Regions from separate parts of the Sus scrofa genome. Here all the other regions are linked to region 2. A link is a contact called in public Hi-C and HiChIP or PLAC-seq data. All regions are on one chromosome and are shown on one strand. The core of a region is the stretch at or near the end of the contact, and the rest is flanking DNA. Distances in the headings are between cores, read along the strand shown. Region 1 holds the start of REXO1 (RNA exonuclease 1 homolog). Region 2 holds the start of TCF3 (transcription factor E2-alpha). Region 3 holds the start of RPS15 (ribosomal protein S15). Region 4 holds the start of REEP6 (receptor expression-enhancing protein 6).

Region 1 (5,416 bases), core at 2,791-5,290, 160 kb after region 2:
TAAAGCTCGCCAGGTGCTTATTGAGGAGCTCTGAGGTGTGGGGACCACAGGTCTTTGGACGGCCTCTACCCTCACTGGGGTTTGCAAAACCTCAGCAATAGAATCCAACTTAATCAACAGGGCAGGCTCACCACTACAGGAGAAAGACACAAAGTGTTTTGTTTCCAAGGCTGGGAGGAAGCAGAGCAAGCTGGCAGAGGCGGGACTTGGGGCAACATACACATAAACATTTTTCTTTTGACTTTTTGGTATTCTCTGATGTTTCTAATGACTACTGCTGGGAGTCCAGCAAAAAGTGCTCTGAATGGAGACAAGGAGCCCAGGCTGCTGCCAGCTAGAACACAGCCCTCGAAGACAAGGGTTGCTCCTAGGCAGGGTTGAACTGCTAATAAAACCTGTTTGTGCTCCTCCTGGTGTTGAGAGACCTCTACAGAGAACTACTCTGAAAACCCACAGCACCTCTCCTCCACTCCCTCTTTACAGAAAAGTCAAGAACAAAAGAACAATAGAACCACCCACTGGATGGCAGTGAAGCTCCTCCTCTGGGAGGCTGAGGCTCTGCCCCCTGAGCCTGGCGGCACACAGCTCCCTGGGAGGGTGGGGAGGTGAGACTTGGCTCTCACCAGGGGTGATCCTGCCCCCAGGGGACACTGGACCACTCCTGGAGACATCTGTGCTTGTCACAACTGGCAGGCTCCTGACAAGGAGGGGGTGGGGGCCAGAGATGCTGCTCCACCTCCCACGGGGCTCAGGACAGCCCTGGGAGTGACCAATGCCCAGAGTTCCTGCTCCTCCTCTGGCTGGCTTCAGAGTTCCCACCTCAGGTGAAAGGCCCTGGCTGTCCTGACCAAAGACCACACTGACAGCCAGCTGGTAAAAACCCTCTGGTCCTCAAGTACCCTGGCCAGGCCTCCAGACAAGAGACAGTATTGCTCTGGGCTGGGGCTCTCAGCACCAGTCTCTCCCTGGAAGAAGGGGGAAGTGTTCACTGCAGTTCATGCTGGAAAAGAAAACATCAGATCGAGGAACGCACTTGTTCAGTCCCTGAAGGCGCCGTCATCAGGGCTGTGGGAAGTCTACCCAAGGGGAGGACAGCTAAGGGGCTGCGGTGACTGCCGCTGCAGCCCTCCTGCTTCAAGTCAGCTCACAGATAATACAACACAAAACCCCACCTCTGCAGGAAGCGCTGGTTTCTCTGGCCCCAGCCTCCCTACCCGGCTGGCTCTCCTCACGTGGAGCTCCTCTGTAGAAGCATGGCTTGCAGACTGCAAGGGGCCGCTGGGGGCCTCATCTGAGACTGGGGGGGCGGGGGGACGAAAAATGATGCTGTCACTACTACCCAGCTAGGGTCACCCTGGCCTCCCCCACAAGCAGGTCTTCCTCCAGGCCCATCCTCAATACTGCCTCTCCCAGGTCTCAGTATTACCTCTTGGCCTCAGGGGAAGATGGAGCACAATGCGTGATGGGACCCAGGTCCCACGGATGTTGACAAGAGAAACTGGCAAGAAGTAGTGAGGGTCAAGGGCCTGACAGCCAAAACTCCACCCCATGTCCCCCACTTACCAGCCATGTGTACACAGGCATGTGGCTGTCCCTCTCTGGGACCCAGTTTCCTCATCTGGGAAATGGGGATGACCATCCCGCCCACTGGTCAAGGTCAAGGATGAAGAACACGAGGGTATGCGGCAATAACTGGGGCACTCCCCCTAGTCCAAGAGCAGGAGGTAGGGGTCCTGGAGCACAGGAGGATGGATCTGAGGGCCAGAAAGAACGGTATGCCTGCCTAGCCCTTGCATGGGCCTCAGACCCTGCTGGAAGGTTCAGGAGGCCATCAACCCAAGGCCACTGGTGCTGGGTCACACAGGGCTGCACACCCCACCTGCAGGCAGGCAGCCAACACCCAGGACCTCAGCATCCCTGCCCAGCCCACACTTGCCAGAGCACCTCTGCTTGGGCTGTCTATCTGGTCACAAGTGGACCCAGCCAGAGCCTGGACTGCTGCAGAGTCTCCAAACCCAACAGGAAACAGGGTTATCAAAATCTGGAGCAGGGGGCAGCTGTAAGGGAGGGGGAGGTCTAGGTGCACACTATCCCCTGGCCCACTCAGAGGGCTACCCCGTGAGCATGACCAGAAGATGAAACAGAGTGTCAGAGAGGCCCCATGGCAAGAAAGAGGCTGAGCTGGGCTCCAACCCTGCCTCTCTAGGGCAAGGCAGAATTCCACCAGAAGGTAACAGAGGCCACCCCCCACCAGAGACGGGAAAAGGACTGCTTATTCTCACCTGCGAAACAAAATGCAGATGCACGGGGATCGGGGGTAGGCAGTGGCCTTTTCTCCTGTGGGAAGGGAAGCAGACAGGGCAACATCACCAAATGGGCTCTCAAAACCTGGCCTCTGGGAAAGTCACTGGCCATTCAAGAAATGAATAGCACAGGATGAACGCCCAAGAAGAGAGACCAGAGCTCCAGAGTTCAGAAGGCTGGAAGGCCATGTGGAGTCTGCAGACAAGTTGCTGCTGGGGGCATGGTCCCTCCCTATCTGTCCCAATGGTAAGGAGCATCACTCGCCAGGCCAGGCCAAGTCGGTCAATAGATGGATTGAAAACTGCACTGTCTTGAGTTGAAAAAGGACACCGGGAGGCCGTTGACACTCAGCTGGGGGTAAGGCACCGCTGGAAACTAAGGCACCTGTGGGCCAGGCCAGCTTCCCTCCTCAGGGGTAAGTTCCTGAGAGCAGGGCCCACAATGCACACAGCCCCAGGCCTGGCACAAATGTGGAGCCAGGCAACCAATGCTTGCATCTGGCTGGCTGTGAACAGTGGGTGGCAGGTGCAAAAAGTCAGGACAAACTTACAATGGAAATTTGAGAAAATGCTACCCCCTCCTTTTTTTTTTCTGGCAAAATGGGAGAACAAGCCCATTATTTAATCTTAGCAAGGGCGCTCCTCTTTGAAAGTTAAAAGGCTCTGAGATGGGGATTCTTTCATGGGGAAAGAGAGAGGATGCCGAATGAAGAATATGAGCCTGAAAGAAAAGGGGAGCCCAGTCCTGAAGGACAGGAGCCCCAGTGAGAGCCCGAGTTCCCCTCCGGAGTAAGGACATCCCTGCAAGCCTTTCCTCGCGGTGCCCCTCTTTTTGCCCCCATTCTTAACAGCTCAAGTCCCACACTCCCCACAAGCAGCGTGACCCCGGGCAGCTCTCACCGAACTCTGCCGCGACATTGATAATCACCACGGTACTGTAATGCTCAATCTAGAAACGTTCACTTGGAAGCCTGACCCCCACCCCAACACACACACAAGCAAGTGGATATGTTGGCACACGGCTCAACACACAGCCCAGGTTCCTAAGCAAGATCCTCTAGACTGCTACTGTAAACAAGAGAGGCCACAATCAGCGGCGCGGCGGCCGAAGAAGCGCAGAAGTAAACAAGGGCTGCCACGAGCACTCGGGGCCGGGGAGGCGGCGGGAACGGTTCCCCCGGCATGAGCTCGGGCCTGCCAACCAGTGTCGGCCGCGCTCCTTTCCCGAGCCCGGCGCGCTCCACCCTTGCGACGCCTCTAGGAGAACGGGTCCCTTCGTTGTTTACGTTTTGCACTCGTTGAAGCAGAGGTTTGCAGAGGTCGCTCAACGTGGGCCCCGGGTAGGTGGCCCGGACTTGGGGACACGTCGCCCGCGAGCGAGAGAGAAGAAGGTTGGGCGGGGAACTGGGGGCCAAGGAAGCCCGGGCGCCGGAGTGCTGAGCCCGGGGCGGGCATTACCTGCTGCGGGGGACGCCGCTCCGCCTCCCCCGGGTGCGCCCGGGCTCCGGGCCCCGCGGTGCCGGAAGTGGCAGTAGGGCCGCCGGCAGGGCCCCCCGGGCGCCCCAGCCCAATACGGGCAGTCGATGGCCCGGAAAAAGCCGGTGGAACGTAGCATGGTCCGTCCCGCGGCGGGGCCGCGGCCCGGAGCCGCCCGGGCCCACGGGCCCCTCACTGGCGCCGCGGTCGCCGCCGCCCGCGCCTCACGGACCCCGCTGCCGCCGCCATCTTGCTCCGAGGTCCCCGGAGGCCCCCGGGACGCCGCCGCAAGGGACCTCGGGAGCAGCTGCCCGAAGTGCGCCTGATCAGAAACACCTGCTCCCGCGGCCCCAAGGAGGGTCATGGACCCATGGCCCAGGACAGGCAGTCGCGGGGGTAGGGGTGGTGGGGGCGAGACGCCCTGCCTACTGTCTCCGGGAGCCTCGCCGGCGCCGCCGCCTGGCCCTCGGTGGCGGCAACAGCGCCATCTTGAGCCCCAGACCCCTGCGGCGCCTGGAGCTGTCCACGGCACGCCTGATCAAAAAAAAAAAAAAAGGCCCCCCTCATAGTCCAGCTGTGGCTTAGGTGCATTTAATTAGTTTTATTAGCACGTCTCCCTGAGGCGCCCTCTGCTGGTCAACACGAGTCCTGCGGGCGTGTCTCACCTGCACCTGGAGATCTGCACCGGAGTTACCCAGCTCAGGCTCTGAAACTCAACTCCGCCCGGGTTGACTTCGAATTAGTGCTCACGTTTTGCACTCGTTGAAGCAGAGGCTTGCGGAGGTCCCTCGACTTGGGCTCCGGGTGGACTCCCACTGGACTCTTGTCTGAAATCTCATCCCCAGGTCCACCAGCGGAACCCTATTCCGATTTACTCATTTGTCCACCAAATATTGACCCTAAACCGTATTTTATCTGTTCATCAGATAATAGATATTCAGGTGGTTTCCGCCTGTTTGTTGTGAATTGAGCCTCTGTGAACATGTGTGTATATGTATCTGAGTACCAGTTTTGTTTCAGTACTAGTTTTTCAAATGATGTAAATTTGTTTGTTGCCCTTTATTTAAATTGGGGGAGATGCTTCATAAAACTACAATTCCCAGCCTGCCCGCCAGCTGGCAATTGCCAAGGATCCCCGTGTGAGCACAGGGTGGGGGTGCAGTCTGTGCAGGTCATCTCCTCCCTCTCCCAGCCCATCTATCCTTACCTCAGCCACCTGGCCCCGGTGGCATTTGGGCCTGAGACCCCTCACCCCAGGGGTCTCTCGATGCCAGCGCCTCTTCCACCGCCAAGAGGAGGGAGGACCCCTCAGCCTGGCCCTGACAATGCTAGTGAGGTGAAGTCAGGTCACCCCTGAGCTTGCACTTACTAGATGCTTCCTCTGTACTCACTGACTGACCTTGGTTATTTACTCAACAAATATTTACCAAGGACCTACTATGTGAGTGCCAGACCCAGTGCTAGAGACATCAGTGAACAAAGCATAGATCCCCACCCTGGCAGTAGTAGCGTTCTAGAAGAGAGACAGCAGGAGATCAGTAAAGGAGATACTTAAGTACAAGGCCGAGAGTGCTCTTCTGGAGGATGGGTGATAGGGAGAGTAGGGAGCTGGGGAAAGGGGTGGTCCATGGAGTCTG
Region 2 (5,150 bases), core at 936-3,435:
GAGGTATGAGTGCCGAAGGCTGAGGCGGACCGATGGGAGTGGAGGAGCTAAGAGCCCCTCTAGCTGCTCTGAGGCTCTGGGTCTTCCCACGCCGAGTCCCTTCCAGACCCTGGGGGTGGGGGCAAGGCGGCCAGGATTCGGGGATTTGGGCCCCTTGAGACCCCTCCCCAGAGCCCTCGGGGAATTTGAACAATGGGTGGGGGAGCGCACAGAGTTCAGATTCCCGAAACTCCCTCAGCGACCACCAGGGAATCAAGTTGCAAATTTTAAACTGGATGCGGGGCGGAGTGGTCCCTTCCCAGCTCGGGCAGAACCCGCCCCTCTTCCCCGCCACTTCTCTCATTTCCAACCACCCCCAGGCTTCCCACTGGCCCCGCCCCTGGGAAGGGGGAGGGGCGACCCCAGCCCCGCCCCAAGGGAAATTTGGTGACTCCCCCCCACCCGGCAGCTGTCAGTGCACGTTGAAGACCCAGGCACCCCCAAATTCAAGGGGAATTAAATCCACAAGTAGGACGGCAGGCAAATCCCCCTTCCCGCTCCAGGGCTAAAGGAGGGGTCCGCCCAACACAAGGACCTACCCTCACAGCTTCCCTCCACACTTCGCCTCCTCCTCCCACAAAAAACAACTGAACTCTGAAAGAAGAAAAGCCACCCTAGGTTGTTTTATTGTCACCATGTATCCGGGAATTATTTTTAAGCAACTTTAAAAACATTCCTTGCCTCCCGGCCCTGGAAGGGGGGGGGGGAGTTGTCCTAATACCAGGGTTTCCCCAACAGGGTCCCCAGGGCTCCTTTCTAGAACGGGGTGGGGGATCCACCTGCCAAGCCCCGTCCCACACCCCGATGAGGGTCTCCGTCCCACAGTCAGACAGCGAAGTCCCTCCAGCTTCTCTCCCCGGGGACCCAGAAGGGGGCGGGAGCGGCAAGCAGAAACCGAGGGGTTAGAGGGGGTTCCGAGGTTGAGGAAGACCCGACATCAGAAAAGGAGAAACCCCCGCTTTGTTTGCCAACTGGAGACGGGTGTGAAACGGATGCCCCAGAGCACCCCCTCCTCCGCGAAGCTTTTTCTTCTTTGGAGGGCGTGTGAAACTGACTTTTTTGAGGAGTACGAAACCGCACTTTTTTGTGGGGTAGCTGAAACCGATTTTAAGGCAGACCTGGGGTGGGGGAGACTGAAACAGGCTTTTCAAGGAGATCCGAGACACTTCTGGGGTATCACAAGGACTTTTGGAGACTCGAAGCGAACTCAAAAGATGTACGAAACCACTTTGGGAGAAAGAGGGGCAAGGAACTTCTCGCTCTGGGGGGAGGGGTGGGAGGAGGCCCGGGAAACCAACCCCCACCCTACCCCCCCCCAGCAGCCGGTGCGGGCGGCGCGGCCCGGGAGCCCTTTGAAGCTCGCGGCGCTGCCGCCGCCACTGCGCTGCTCGCCCCGAAGCAGCCGCCGCCCGTGCCCGCGTACCGCGGAGCAGATGCGGCCCCCGGCCAGGATTTCGGCCCCCGCCTGCAGTGGCGCGGCGCACCTTCCCCGCAGACAAAAGGACGCTCCTTCTCCCTCTCTCGCTCCCCTCCAAACTCCGGCGCCGGCCGGGCCCCCGGGGGAGGGGGCGCCCGCGGGCCCCGCGCCGCTACCCCGCCGCGAAGTTGGGCAGCCCAGCGGCGCCCCCCGCGCCCCCGCCCGGCTCCGCAAACTTTCCTCAAGTGCCGACTGGCGGGGGCGCGCGGGCCCGAGCGCGCCCTCCACGTCGCCTGCCCCCTCCGGCGCGCAAAGTTGGAGAACAATGACTTCGGCCGCGCCGCCCCCCGCCCGGCCAGCCACTGCTCGGAGTCTCCGCACCCCAGAGCGGCCCAGCCCGCCAGGCACCGAGCGGCGGAGGGTCCCGGCGCGCTCACCTGCTCGGCGCGGCCCGGCCCGCAGCGCGCGGGGGGCGGCGACATGAACGGCCCCCCCGGACAAAGGGGCGTCGCGGCCCCGAGGGGCGCGCGTGGGCGGTGGCGCGTAGCCCGGCTCCCCGCGTATCCGCTCGGCGGACCGTCCGCGGTCCGGGCACTGGCGGAGGCGACGCGAACGGAGGCCGCGGTGCCCGCCGGCCGTGTCGCTGGGCTCGGTCCGGCCCGCTACGCCCGCGGCCGCCGCCGCTGCCTCATCTTCCTGCGGCGGGAGACATGTTCCGCCCCCAACCCGCGCCCCGCCCCCTACAGGCCCCGCCCCTCATCAGCTCCGCCCCGCGTCCGCCCGCGGATCCCTCCGCCGCGGTTTGCACGCCGCCCACTGCCACACGTCCGCCCCACGCTCCCGCCGAACGCGGCAGCGGGCCCGCGGAGCCCAGCGCCTGGAGCGGGCGATCCGAAGAATCGTGGGCCAACGGCATGAGGTGGGGGCAGGGACTATCTTCCAGAGCGGAGGCGCACGTGGATTGGCCGCATAGCCGTGACGCAAGCGGGAAGGACCGAGCGATGGAAAGAGAAGGCCGAGCGGACGAGGCCAATTGGAAGGTGCGAAAGCCTGATTGGCGGGGATGCCGGCCGTTCGCAACCAGGCTCCGCCCCGCCCCGCCCTCCCCTCTGCGCGTCCGGGTAAAGAAGGAGGCGGGACTCTCCGAGCGAGAGGCCGCGAGAAGCGATGGGGGAGGTGGGGCTTGGAGTTTTATTCTCAGGTGTGCATGGCCGGCCGCACGGCCTTTTGGGCTTGGTCGTGTCTGAGTTCCTAGGTCTGGCCCCTGCTGCTGGGTCTTGCGAGCGGGCATTCCAGACTTGGAAGGAATAAATCAGACCTATTTTCCCGTGGGGTCACTGATGCAGCTCTGTTTCAGGGTCAGAAATTCCCCCCGTGGAACCCACTCTGTGCCTCTGACTTGCTGGTTGCCTTTGTCTGCCTGAGACTCAGTTTATTCGTCGATAAAATGGGATCTTGGCCTGAGTTTGGACAAGGACTTAAGACCTTCTGACTCTCACTGGTCTGTGAGAGTCACTTAGATCCCCAGTTCCCTCCCACGTCCAGAGGCTCTTCAGCTTTTGAAAACCACAGACCCTACAGGATGGAAATAATTTTTTTTTCTTTTTGCCTTTTCTAGGGCCGCTCCCATGGCATATGGAGGTTCCCAGGCTAGGGGTCTAATCAGAGCTGTAGCCGCTAGCCTGCGCCACAGCCACAGTAATGCAGGATCCAAGCTGAGTCTGTGACCTACACCACAGCTCACCGCAACGCCGGATCCTTAACCCACTGAGCAAGGCCAGGGATCGAACCCGCAACCTCGGATTTGTTTCCGCTGCACCACAACGGGAACTCCTGGAAATAATTATTATAAATGAAAATAACACACTCTGTCATGGCCCCCTGTGTCCGCAGAGAGAAAGCTACACTCCCCTCCAGGCCAGGGATGGGCTCTTGACACAGCAGCCTCCTCCTTGCTCTTCTAGAATCTGCCTGGCTCATTCCTACCTGGGAGCAAAGGCTCTTCCATCCCTTCTGGAGCCTTGAGCCAGTTCAGTTCAGTGCTGCCCTCAATCCAGGGAACAGGACTGAAAGGAAGGAAGGAAAGTGGGGATCCTGGGGGGAATGGAAGTAGAGAAGGCCCCAGGGGCAATTGGGGAGCTCAGGAGGAGCCTAATAAAGCCCCCTCCTGCCACGCCCAAACTGGGCTGACCCTCACCCTGACCCCTCCAGGGCCAGAGTGCTCCCACGTGGGACAGGTCTGGGGAGGGGAGTGAGGTTCTTGGGGTCTGGGTTCAAATCTGGCATCCCTCCCTACACCACTGGGACTTTGGGCAAGTACTTCCCACTGTCTGGGCCTCAGTTTCCCCATAAGGAAAATGGAAGGATGAAGTGAGGGATGTGTGTTCTTATCCTGTGGCCTCTTCCCCACTGGCAGACCTGGGCATCTGGTGGGAGGCCCCCTCGGCCCCTACCTTTCCCTGTGGACCAACCCTGACCTCGCAGGTCGGTGGCCTGCTCTGGCTTTCCCCTAGCCTGGGGGTTTCTTGGGGACCAGGCTGAGGCAGAGGTCCCTCAGGGTCCCCAGCCTCACTCAGGGTAGGTCAGCACCCCTTCCCCCTCCAATGCTAAGGGTATAACCCATATAGAGCTGGGGCCAGTGTTTCTGGAATTACACATCCACTGAAGGGGAGAAATGATCTGTTCATGGGCCATGCAATCATTGACCACCGACTGTGTGCCAGGCTTGGTGCCGGGCATTAGAGCACAGTGGTGACTGTGACCTGTCCAGCCCCTACCCCTTGGGCCAAGATGAGCCATCAGAGGAACCCCCCTTTTGTCCCAAACGTGTTCTTTCCATCCACATGTTTGGCTCTCAGGTCCTCACGCCTGAGTGATTAAACCCATTGTACAGATGAGGAAACTAAGGTTCCAAAAGCTCCTCTCTGGGGCCCAGTCCACCCTGGGGCTCCTCACACCTGCCAGGAGGCCCTCCTGGCACCCACAAGCCACTATTGTCTTCTCTGGGGAGGCCCAGCATGGAGCTGAGTCACTGGGAGGAGCAGCCTGTGGGGGCCCCCACTCAGCCACAACCTCTGCCCAGCCCCAAGGCCCGGGTGCACCCCACAGGGCCCTGGCACAGGGACAGGCGGCCAGGGGCCCCTTGAGGGCGGCCCACAGACCGCTTGCCCGCCCCCGCCCATCTGACTGTGGCCTTTGTTCTCTGCTGGGTGCCCGCCACTGGGCCAGGCAGGCAGGAGCCCGCTGGAGACCTGCCTCCCCTCCTGCTCCCCCCACCATCCAAGCCACACCTACTGTGTGCTGTTCCCCCCGCCCCCCGCCTCCGGCTGGGGACCCCACAGGAGGGAAAAGACCTCATTTCTGGTTGGGAAAATGGGAAAACGAATGCCAAGGTCAGGTTCCCACCGTGGAGTAAGGCAGCTGGGGACAGAACGGGGGATGGATGGCCGTGGAAAGTTCAGGAAGACCATAGGTGTGCGAGCCAAGGTTGTCCACAGAGAGAAAACAGTTGGACTTCGGATGTGGGGGCCACCCTCCTGACCTCGTTTGCGTTTGTCTCCAGTGTGGGCACCTTCTCCTGGTGTGTGAACAGACACCTCCCACTCCCCACCCCACCCAGGCTCTCCCTGCTTTTTTGAAGCCTTGGAAGAAGGGAGGGGTATTTATCACTCCAGCCAGACCTGCACAAACCATG
Region 3 (5,253 bases), core at 2,202-4,701, 190 kb before region 2:
ACCCCTAGCCTGAGACTTCCATATGCCACCAGTGTAGCCCTAAAAAGAAAAAAGAAAAGATTTTAGAACAAAACTGATTCGTCCAAGATGCCTTGGATGGCTTCAGTGTGCCAGACTTAGGATGATGTAATGAACAAAGAAAGCCAGAAAGTCCCACCCCTGAGCTCGCTGCAGGCAGGAAAGTTGAGCTCAGCTCTTAGAGCCAGCTAAAGTGGACCTTCCCAGCCAACATCCTCCTCTTGTCCACTCCAGTCCTCATCATGTGTCATTGTTGCATAAGAGTTAGCTCCTTACATTAGCAAGATTAATTCCCTGCAGAATTCCAGGTCTTGGCCAAAGGGCACTATGCAATCAGTGAAGGGATTTAGAGCCTGCTGAGAGCTCCCAGGACCAATTTTGCCCCAGTGAACTTGGGCAAGCCTGTGCCATGCCACACCCTGAAGGGCACTTCCTGCAGCCCCAAACAAAATGCTTGTGCTTCCCTAGGTCAGGGAAAGACACCCCCTCATTTGCTGGAGTTTAGTTGGCTCTCCTTACCCCTGCCAGGATTGTGGAAATGTCTGAGGAAAGCTCAGATTTCTTGTTCCCTCCAGGCCAGCCCCACTCCCCACAAGGCCATTCGGCTGAGCCAAATCCCACCCAATGAACTGGGCAGGATGGGCAGGAGGGGACTGGAGGCTTGGTTGCCACCTGCCTGACAGAGTATTGAGGCACAGTGGAGTCATGTTGGGGGCAGGGGAGGGCATTGTCCTTTCCCTTGTTTTTTTTGTTTGTTTGGTTTTTGTCTTTTTGTCTCTTTGCTGTTTCTTTGGGCCCCTCCCGCGGCATATGGAGGTTCCCAGGCTAGGGGTCTAATTGGAGCTGTAGCCACTGGAGCCACTGGCCTACTCCAGAGCCACAGCAACGCGGGATCCAAGCTGCGTCTACAACCTACACCACAGCTCACGGCAACGCCGGATCATTAACCCACTGAGCAAGGGCAGGGACTGAACCCACAACCTCATGGTTCCTAGTCGGATTCTTTCACTACTGTGCCACAACGGGAACTCCTCCTTTCCCTTGTTTTAGCAGCTCATTCCTCCCTCAGGGCCTTTGCACATTCACTCCTTCCAGATGGAACCCACCAAGCAGAGCTGGTTGCATCCTCAATCCACTGTCAACCATACATGCTTGGATTTACCTCTGCCAAACATTTCACTCTGTTCTGTATGTCACATCTTTCTGTTCTTGTCTCTAGTAATGCTTTCTCTTGCATTGAGTATTTTCTATTGCAGCATTTTAATTGTTTTAAGGATTTTTTTTCATTGTTTAGAGTTTCTTAGGAGTTACCTAAGAAGTTTACCGCATACATCTGTTTGGTGGTTGTTTATTGTGCACGATATGAGATTTGCCATTTTTAACCATTTGTTGTTTGTTTGTTTAGGGCCGCTCCTGAGGCATATGGAGGTTCCCAGGCTAGGGGTCTAATCAGAGCTACAGCTGCCAGCCTACGAGCCACAGCAAATCTACTTTCTGTCTCTCTGGATCTGACTCCTCCAGGAACCTCTTGGTAGTAGAATCAGACAGTATCTGTCCTGTGTCTGGCTTCACTCACTGATGTTCTCAAGGTCCATCAACATTATGTGTCAAAATTTCCTTCCTTTTTTTTTTTTTTTGTCTTTTCTAGGGCCACACCTATGACACATTGAGGTTCCCAGGCTAGGGGTCTAATCGGAGCTGTAGCCACCGGCCTACACCAGAGCCACAGCAACGTGGGATCCCAGCCGCGTCTTCGACCTACACCATAGCTCACAGCAATGCTGGATCCTTAACCCACTGAGCAAGGCCAGGAATCAAACCCACAACCTCATGGTTCCTAGTTGGATTCGCCAACCACTGAGTCATGACGGGAACTCCCAAAATTTCCTTCCTGTTTAAGGCTGAGTTATATTCCAATGCAGAGGTGGACCACATTGTGTTTATCCATCAACCATGGATGGACACTAGGGTTGTTTCCAATCTTTTGGCTACTGTGAATCACGCTCCTGTGAACATAGGTGTGCAAATGTGTTCTAATCCCTGCTTTCAGTTGTTTGTAGCATTGCCTGGCCACATTCCACCACAAACACCTTAATGTACCAGATTCACTTTCTGATGGAGTACACCTATATAGTTCTAATCCGTTGTCCCATTCTTGCTATTATCCTTAAACATATTACATCTCTGTGTCACAACCCTAGCACTGCAATGTTACAGTTGCTACTTTTAAAATTTTGTCTGTTAAAGGCTGGCTGGTCCCTATCAGGAATGCCTTTTCTGACCATCTGTGTGAAGCCCGTGTCCACCGCCTCCAGACTTTCCTCTTGTCTCAGATATCTGTATAACCTTGTTCCTTATGTGGCAGCTTCGCCCACTGGGATGTGAGCTTCCTAGGGAAGGGACAGCCCTGAACCCCCCAGCCAGCGCCTACTGCAAACATTATTTGTTTTTTTTTTTTTTAGGGCCTCGCCGCACTCGCAGCATATGGAGGTTCTCAGACTAGGGGTCGAACTGGAGCAGTAGCTGCTCGCCTATACCACAGCCACAGTAACGCTGGATCCGAACCGCTTCAGAGATCTACACCATAGCTTGCGACGTCAGATCCTTTAACCTACTACGCGAGGCCAGAGATCGAATCATCATCCTCATGGTTATTAGTCGGGTTCTTAACTCGCTGAGCTACAACAGGAACTCCGCCCACTCTTCCTAGGTGGGGTTCGCTATGGAAATTACAGAGCACGAATATGAGTCTCCGAAAGGGACCGCGATGTAACCCATGTTTCCCAGTTGAGGAAAGAATCCCCAAACACTAGGCTACCGGCCCCATGCTGGGGATCTGAGCACCCAAGAAAGGCGGGGGCTTCTTTATTCCTCTCAGCCAGCACTCTGGCCTCCGGACAACAGAGGACGCCCGTCCTCGGCGGGAAAGCGGAAGTGCGTTCGCGCGCACGGCCGGGGGCGGGGCACGTGAAAGGCCGCGCGATAACTACGCAGGCGTAGCGGGAGTGTTCCTTTCCGAAGAGCCGACGGGATGGTGAGTGTTTGTGCTTGGTGTGTTTGTGCCGGATCCATCCGGTGCCATCCGAACTCTGGCCGCCTCGCGGGGGTCAGGATCGGGCTGCGCGGCTGCGGTAGCCTCCAACAGGCCTCCGGAACCGCCAGATATGGGGGCGCGGGGCAGGCCTGGTGGGGGTTGGGACGACCCGGGGCGGGGAAGGCCTGTGTCGGCCCGCATGTCTTAGGCGAGCCCCTGTAGCCCCGGGCCGTGCTTGCCGCCCTGCCTGGAACCGGCCCGAGAAGATCTGTTCCTGTCGGCTTTCGTACTCCAGAGCTTCGCGCGATTCTCGGCGGGAATTGCGGGCCCCGTGACCCCGCTGCATGGGTGGGAGGTGGGTGTCGGGGTCTTGCTTAGCCCCTTCCCGGGCTCGCGCAGGCGGAAGTAGAGCAGAAGAAGAAGCGGACCTTCCGCAAGTTCACCTACCGCGGCGTGGACCTCGACCAGCTGCTGGACATGTCTTAGTAAGTGGTGGCAGGAGGGGACCCGAGAACTGGGGTTGCAACTTAATCTGCAGCCGAGGTTGTAGACCCTGTGTAAACGAGTGGGCGGGGCTGCGTGCTGATAAAAGTTTATTTGGGGGCGTGGAGTGTGGAATCTAGTAAGAGTTCTGCTTGTTCTCTTTGGATATCGGCATCCGCTTGGACATGTAAAGGCTGTCTTAGGAGTTGCCCTTGTGGCTCGGCGGGTTAAGGACCTGACATTGTCTCTGCGAGGTTGCGGGCTTAATCCCTGGCCTTGCTCAGTGGCTTAAAGAGCCGGTGTGGCTGCAGTGTAAGGCCTGCAGCTAAGTTCCTTAACTCGGGAACTTCCATATGCCACAGGTGTAGCAGTTTAAAAAAAAAAAAAGGTTATTGTCTTTTGTTAGCGAACTTTACAGGCTGGAAGCTTAGCCAGGGTGGTTGCGTTATTCAGGCCCCCAGATGGGAAGGGAGGCTTAATGGTAGCCAGGGACAGTTTTTTCTCCTGGAGATACACCCGTGGGCCTGACTGGGAGGGGCCCACTTCTTGGAGGGCACAGCACAGGGCCCTGTTACTTGCAGTGCTCCTGGGTTCTTGAGGCCTTAAGCACAGCAATTTGCTTGCAAAGTTCCAGTCGTTTGGCCTCCTCATCTGATCCACCCCCCTTCCTGCCTCGGATTTCCTTGTTTGACATAGCAAAGTAGAGGTCCTTGAGCTGGAGGGCTTCATCCAGAGCCTTTGGCCTGGGTACTTGGTTCGTGAGCGGGTCAGGTGCATCGCTTTGGGGGCACTGCAGGAAACAGACCTATTAGTGGGTGGACCACGGGGACTGAGCCTCCAGTGCTCTGCCCCCAGCGAGCAGCTGATGCAGCTGTACAGCGCACGGCAGCGGCGGCGGCTGAACCGAGGTCTGAGGAGGAAGCAGCACTCGCTGCTCAAGCGCCTGCGCAAGGCCAAGAAGGAGGCGCCACCCATGGAGAAGCCAGAGGTAGTGAAGACGCACCTGCGAGACATGATCATCCTGCCCGAGATGGTGGGCAGCATGGTAGGTGTCTACAATGGCAAGACCTTCAACCAGGTGGAGATCAAGGTACGTGTGGCCTGTGCTGCCCTGGGGCAGGCCTGGGTGGGTGGGGGCTGGCCACCCACACCTGCCTGACCACCCTGCTCCCTTCTCTCACAGCCTGAGATGATTGGACACTACCTAGGCGAATTCTCCATCACGTACAAGCCTGTGAAGCATGGCCGGCCTGGTATCGGGGCCACGCACTCCTCCCGCTTCATCCCCCTCAAGTAGTAGCCTGCTGGCCAATAAAGGCAGCCTTCTCTAGTCCTGAGTCTGACTGGTCCTTTTCCATGTGTTGTGTCCAGTCAGTCCCTCAGGGAAGAGGGGTGGGCAGTGGACCAGGGCTAGGCAGTGTGTGCCCCTGGGATTTCTGCTGTAGATGCAATGCCAGCCTAATTCTGGCAGGCTGAAGCTAGGGAAGGAGTGAGTGGGGCGCTACATGTGACTCTGGCCCTGTAGCAAGTTCAGAGATGTCCAGGGGCCTGTGCTCTTCTCTGGCCTGTAGTTGCTTGGCAGCTCGTGGGTGCTCTTTGGCCCATTCAGAGGCAGCTGCTGCCTAAGCCGCCATCCCCCTCTGCAGTCTCTCTTCCCAGGTTCCCACAGTGGATCAACAGGAACAGTGACCTTCCCACCCCCCGACCACACACCTTCT
Region 4 (5,523 bases), core at 2,121-4,620, 130 kb before region 2:
GCAATCTCCCCACCCTGGGGTAGAGGCATCAGTAGGGGCGCAGCTCTCCCCTTCCCTAGGCCTGGGGCCCTGGCACCCCCCCGCCTGAGTACCTCCAATCCTGGCGTTGTAGGCGACCCCTGCGCCGCAGAACCTGTTGTTTGCTTTGGCGGCCACTTCCCCGGCACAGCGGGTCCCATGCCTGGTGCCAGAGCAGAGATAAGTGCCCGTCACAGCCCCTTGGGCCCTCAGAGTGTACTGGGGCTGCCCCAATTCCCCATAGGATGCTGGGCTCACCGGTTCTCGTCGCTGGGTGTGTATCGAGGCTGAGGGTCCGGGTCATAGTCATTGAAGTCGTAGCTGGCCAAGGGGTCCTGGGGATGTGTAGGGACATCAGGGGCCTGTGACAAGCCATGGGATGTGGGGCAGCCCCCACCCAAGACCCAAAGCCTCACATAGTTGGCCCAGAGATCTGGGTGGTCTTTCTCGATGCCATCGTCCAGGACTGAGACCACGATGCCCTGGCCTGACAGCCCCTGGCTCCAGACTTGCAGGATGTTCAGGTCTGGCTGCACCTGGTTGTTCTGTGTTAGGCAGGGCAGGGGTCAGTGGGGCTCTGGCCTGGCCAGGCCCTGCCTCCCAGCCCCACCAGCTCACCATGTACCACTGCTTGGAGAACCATGGGTCCGTGGGCACCACGAGGGAGCGTTTCACCCGCCGCCGCAGTGTCTGCTGCTGGAACCACTGCACCTGGGGAGTAGGGGAACCATGCCTTGGGAGTGTCTGGACCCACAACCCAGCAACCCTCCTCCCAGCTTCCTGCCCTCACTCCAGGCTGATTTAGGGGGCCCTGCCCCTCAGCCCTTCTGCAAGTGGCTGCAGGGTCTGTGCTGGGCCTCTTCCCTCTTCCCAAGGGGCAACAGTGTATAGGGCTAAGGTTTAGTGGAAGGTGTGTCTGGGCTGTCCCCTACTTGTTCTGGGGCCCAGGTACTGTGGGATGGGGCCAGGGACCCTGTGTTTGCTGGGCTGCTCTTGAGGTCCCTATGTGCTTGGGGCTCTGCCTTCAGAGGGGGCCAAAGCCCTCAGGGCACCCACCCCCAAACCCACAGACATGTGGTGGCTGCTGCCCAGAGTGGCTCTGGCTCCTGGGGTCCCAATCCTGCCCCTTTTCCCATTCCTGTTCTAGAATCCCTCTCCCCAAGACATGATATAACCCTGACCATGTCCGTCCTCTACCTCACCCTCCTGGGTGCAGGACGCCTCTGTATGGTCATATCTGCCTCCTCCCAGTTCCCCCAGCTGCCCTGCCTACAACCTACTCTTATGACACCGCAGCATCACTCCCTGTTGAAACCTTCCCGTGCCTTCCCAACACCTTCTCCAGAGCTAACAAGCACCCCTGCCCATCTGGTCCCCACGAGGCTTCCTCTGCTGCAGCCTTAGTCATTCCCAGGGGCTTTGCATTTGTCATTCTGCCTGCCCTGGGTGGCTCTTTCTCAGACAGTTGCCCTCCCCCCCTCCTCGTTCATCTCCTACCCCTCAAAACCAGCTCATGTTCCCCTGTTCCCACCTCAGCTACCAGGACCCTCTCCTCCCCATTTGTTCCACCATAGACTTGAAAGCTGGCCCTAATTTCTCTCTCTGTCCCACACATCCAATCCATTGGCAAGCCCTTGACATTGCCCTGCAAACCACATCACCAGTTCACCACTTCTCTCTGTCCCCAGTGCTCCTGGCAGGTTTCCAGCTGTCATGCTTCTTGCCTCCTTGCTGATCAGCCCCCCTCCCCAGCCCCCTCCCCCGAGCTCAGTCTCTTTCCCAGATACCTGGGGAACCTTGATCTTTCAAAGCAAGATAGAGGAGGGAGGGAGGAGATGGTGACAAGAAATGCTGACAGGGCACCAGGCCCTGGGGTGAGTGTTGCACCCCACAGATCTTCCTCCTCTTGCCCCCACTGTATAGACCAGGGGCTGACATATACCAAGACCCATAGAGAGCTGGTGATTTGCCTCAGGCCACACAGCCATTCATAACAGGAGATAACATTCATAACAAGAACAACAGGAGGTGGCTGAGACCTCTGAGGAGGCAGTCTCATGGCCAGGCTCACCTTGGGGTCTTTCTTCAGGCGCAGGCGGTGGCCCCAGTGCGGAGTCAGGGAGTGCTGGACCACGCCCCGGTGCCGCAGATGGAAATACTGCCCGTCAGGGAAGATCTGGGAATGTAAGGAGCAGATGGCTGGGACCTGGCTCCCCTGATGGAGCCCCTTCCAAGACAGGGGCCAGCCCGCCTGCTTTACATCCTCCCCCAACCAGGTGCTCTCTGGAGTCCCAGAATTTGAAATTGGTCGAGGCAGAGGTGGCCAGGGGCGAGTCTTTGATATCTGGGGAAACTAGGGAGTGCCCTCCTATTTGCCAGGGTTTGGAGTCATCCAGTCTCTGCCCCCTCTCTTCAATACGGAACCCACCTGCCCCAGGTTGACAAAGCCGAATTTGCGCGCCAGGCGCTCGGCCTCCTGGTAACCCTGGGACACCCGTACGGCCCAGCTGCTCACATAGATGGGGGCCCGGGCCAAGGCCCACCCCACAGTCACAGGGCCAACGAGCGCCAGGCCCAGGACCAAAGTCAGGCGCAGCCAGAGGGCAGTCCGGGCGGGCAGCATGCCAGCGGGGGCGGGCCCGGGGGCGGGGCCTCACAAAGCCCCTCCTCCTGGCCAAACCGCCGAGATGGCCCAAGTGCCCGCCCCGCCCCTGGAGCCATAGCAACCTCTGAAAGACTTCAACTCCCAGGGGGCCTTGCGGCTCCCCGACCTCAGGGGCGCGAAGATCTGACAGCAGGTGAGGGGAGACACATGCAACTGGTCTCCTGCAACCTCAAACCTTTGGGAACCTCAGTCTCCCCATTTATGCAATGACCTCAATTCTTCTGACCCAGAGGAGGGGGTTCATGGTTGCTGTAATTGATCCCACCCAATATTTGGTCCCGCCCACTTTCCTATACACCCCTCCCCCAGGAATAAGCCTTGTCTCCTTCCAAGTCCAACCAGGATTGCTCCTTCGAATAAGTCCCGCCTCCTCAGTTTAGCCCCGCCCCAACCCCGCCTTCATATTCCGTCCCTCCTTCTTTATGTGCGGCCACGCCCCTTCTCTGTTTTCGCTATTAGTATCTTTTCTCCAATCCAGTTCTGGCCTTTATCTGGCCCCTCCCTCTAGCTCCGCCTCCCTCGGCTCCACCCACAACGGCTCAGCCAATAATCCCTGGCCATGACCCCGCCCCCCCAATCAGCTACGTCCCGCTCTGTCTCGGCCAATCGGCGCCTTCAGCTGCCGCGCCCCGCCCTCTTCCCCCAAAGTCGCGGCTGCCGCGGCCGCGGCCCGCCAAAGGGCAATGCGGCGGAGGAGACGGGGCAGGCCCCACCTCCTTTGTCCGCCCTGCCCTCCCATTGGCCAGAGCGGGGGGCAGAAGAGGGAGACCATCTCGGGGGCGGAGACCAGCCCGGGGGCGGATTCGGGCCCGGGGGCGGATTCGGGCCCGGGGGCGGAGCCGTGCGGCTTGTGCCAAGGGAAGGCAGCGCGCGGGCTGCACGGCCGGTGTGCGGGCCGACGATCAAGTTCAGGCTGCCAGCCCCGGGCCCGGCGGTGCCATGGACGGCCTGCGCCAGCGCTTCGAGCGCTTTCTGGAACAGAGGAACTTGGCCACCGAAGCGCTAGGGGCGCTCGAAGCCAAGACCGGTGTCGACAAGCGGTACTTGGCCGCGGGTGAGCCGTCGGGGGGAGCGCTTGGGGCGACACCCCCTTTTGCCAAAGAGCACTCTGAAGCCCTGGGCCACGAGGGCCTCAGGCATGCCCCCTCCGGCCGGCGCCGGCTGCGGGGTCTAGATAGGGCGGCGGGGCGCGCCCACAGCCCAGCGAGGAGACTGAGATCCTAGGGAGGGGTCATGGACGAGGACCTTCGTTCTGCCCTCAGCCCCTCTCTGCCCCAAGCAATGCGACCTCGGACTTGGGCCACCCCTTATCTCGGCCCCGCAACACCCCCACTCGAGCCATCAGGTCTGGAGGCTGTCCTCTGCCCCTTCTTTTCAGGCCCTGGGTTCCCGCCAGGCAGAAGTCCGGTTCTTCCAGTTGTCCTGCTGGTCCCGGGGGAGGAGGGGGCAGGAGATAGCCAGTTCCCTGCCAGTGTCACCAGCCCCTTCCCTGATGGATCCAAGCCTGGAAGCAATTGTAGAGATCTTCTTTTCCCAGAGAATGCTCCAGACAAGGAGGGGAAGAGTCACTCCCACCTCCCCTTCCTTTGTTTTCCTGCTAGGATTCCCCTTCTCTCCACCCAACCTTGGCCTGGCCTCTCCCTCCCCTGCCTGGAATTGGGTTGCTTGACCGATGTGGTGGGTTTAGAGAAAGGTTGGATGGGGCCAACAGAGAGGGAGATCCAGCCACCCCTAATTGTCACTCTCTTTCCAGTCCCTCCTCTGCCTTTCCTCCTCAATGACCTTGTGGGGCTCCTGACATCCTCTGAAACACTTCCCTCTCCTCTTTTTCTGTACTCCAAGTCCATCTGTTTGTTGCCACCCGTTCCAGGAAGCCCCCCAGAATGAATCACAGGACACTGTTTGGACACTAGGGGGAAGGGACCCTAAGCGAGGATGTGCACATGTTTTGAGCACCTGTGTATAGATCCCGAGAGTCTGCTTTCCTCCCATTTCTCCACCAACTGGGGATTCCCATGCTGGGCAGCCCAAGGAGGGTCCGAAACCTGCCCCCTGCCCCAGGTTCCTGGTCCCCAACTCATGCTGACTCAGCCAGGAACCTGCCCCTGGGAGCCAATGCTTGACCTCGTGTCTGCCTTTTCACATCTCTGATACCAGTGGGTGGGGAATTTAGGTCAAAGAGCACTTGGGAGGGGCCCTCTGGGGATGCTAGGGGTTCACAGGAAGGAAACTGAGGTTCGGGGTGACAGGGGCTGCATGGGAGCATCCACTCCCCCAACCCCCACAACCTTTCCCAGGGCTCCATCTGTTGCTGATCTCCAGGGCCATGTCCCCGCCCATGTCCAAGGTCATCCTCCCTTTGCTGAGACTGCAGGAATAGGGATTGAGGGGAAGGGTGCCCAGGGAGAGCTGCTCCTCCCCACCTTGCGATTTCCAGGGAAGGGGTGCCATTCCCCCACCAGGAATCCTTGGGCCCCACCTGCCTGAGATGGCCAACTCCCCCTCCCAGCTACAGAGGAGGACACCCAGAGGAGGCAGCGACCAGGCCTCCTAGGGCCAGCCAGGGATTCCCCTCCCTCTCCTGACCCTAGACGCCAGGGATTAAAGCTAAAGCAGGTGGAGAGGAAGGTGGAGGTGACTCTGCCCTTTGGTCCCCTAGTGGCCTCTATTCCTCTCTGCAGATAACAGGCTGGAGGTGCAGGGGTGGAGAGGCTGAAAATGCTCCTAGGAGCCAGAGGCTCCCCGAGTGACCCTGTGCAAGCCCCGCTCACCCCAGCTTCCGTTTTGTCCCAGCTGTTGAATGAGATGGAGCTGAGAGGGACAGAGCCCTGTACACGAGA

The links. Hi-C and Micro-C count contacts between places; a contact is called where the count stands out from the background. HiChIP or PLAC-seq counts read pairs in DNA pulled down with a chosen protein or histone mark.
Region 1: a Hi-C map of skeletal muscle shows a contact between it and region 2, with 3 times the contacts expected there. The contact joins the promoter of REXO1 here to the promoter of TCF3 in region 2. A contact is called at or near these places in 3 of 5 promoter capture datasets (fetal liver, fetal skeletal muscle and liver), 16 of 47 Hi-C or Micro-C datasets (alveolar macrophages, embryonic fibroblasts, epiblast stem cells and 9 more) and 2 of 2 datasets of contacts at active chromatin or transcription factors (alveolar macrophages and skeletal muscle).
Region 3: an H3K27ac HiChIP or PLAC-seq map of alveolar macrophages shows a contact between it and region 2. The contact joins the promoter of RPS15 here to the promoter of TCF3 in region 2. A contact is called at or near these places in 1 of 5 promoter capture datasets (fetal liver) and 1 of 2 datasets of contacts at active chromatin or transcription factors (alveolar macrophages).
Region 4: a Hi-C map of liver shows a contact between it and region 2, with 2.4 times the contacts expected there. The contact joins the promoter of REEP6 here to the promoter of TCF3 in region 2. A contact is called at or near these places in 1 of 5 promoter capture datasets (fetal skeletal muscle) and 1 of 47 Hi-C or Micro-C datasets (liver).

The regions. Positions count from the first base shown.
Region 1 is chr2:76,692,893-76,698,308 of Sscrofa11.1, reverse strand. REXO1 (RNA exonuclease 1 homolog) reads right to left here and starts at 4,040. Exons shown (of 16, transcript XM_003123002.4): 1 at 3,762-4,040. The coding sequence starts at 3,918.
Region 2 is chr2:76,856,114-76,861,263 of Sscrofa11.1, reverse strand. TCF3 (transcription factor E2-alpha) reads right to left here and starts at 2,185. Exons shown (of 21, transcript XM_021084225.1): 1 at 1,894-2,185.
Region 3 is chr2:77,042,947-77,048,199 of Sscrofa11.1, reverse strand. RPS15 (ribosomal protein S15) reads left to right here and starts at 3,451. Exons shown (of 3, transcript NM_214334.1): 1 at 3,451-3,537; 2 at 4,391-4,625; 3 at 4,719-4,871. The coding sequence starts at 3,451. The coding sequence ends at 4,832.
Region 4 is chr2:76,986,861-76,992,383 of Sscrofa11.1, reverse strand. REEP6 (receptor expression-enhancing protein 6) reads left to right here and starts at 3,370. Exons shown (of 6, transcript XM_021084238.1): 1 at 3,370-3,737. The coding sequence starts at 3,623. It overlaps PCSK4 (proprotein convertase subtilisin/kexin type 4), which reads right to left. Exons shown (of 15, transcript XM_021084236.1): 2 at 2,090-2,194; 3 at 637-729; 4 at 435-563; 5 at 277-353; 6 at 93-181.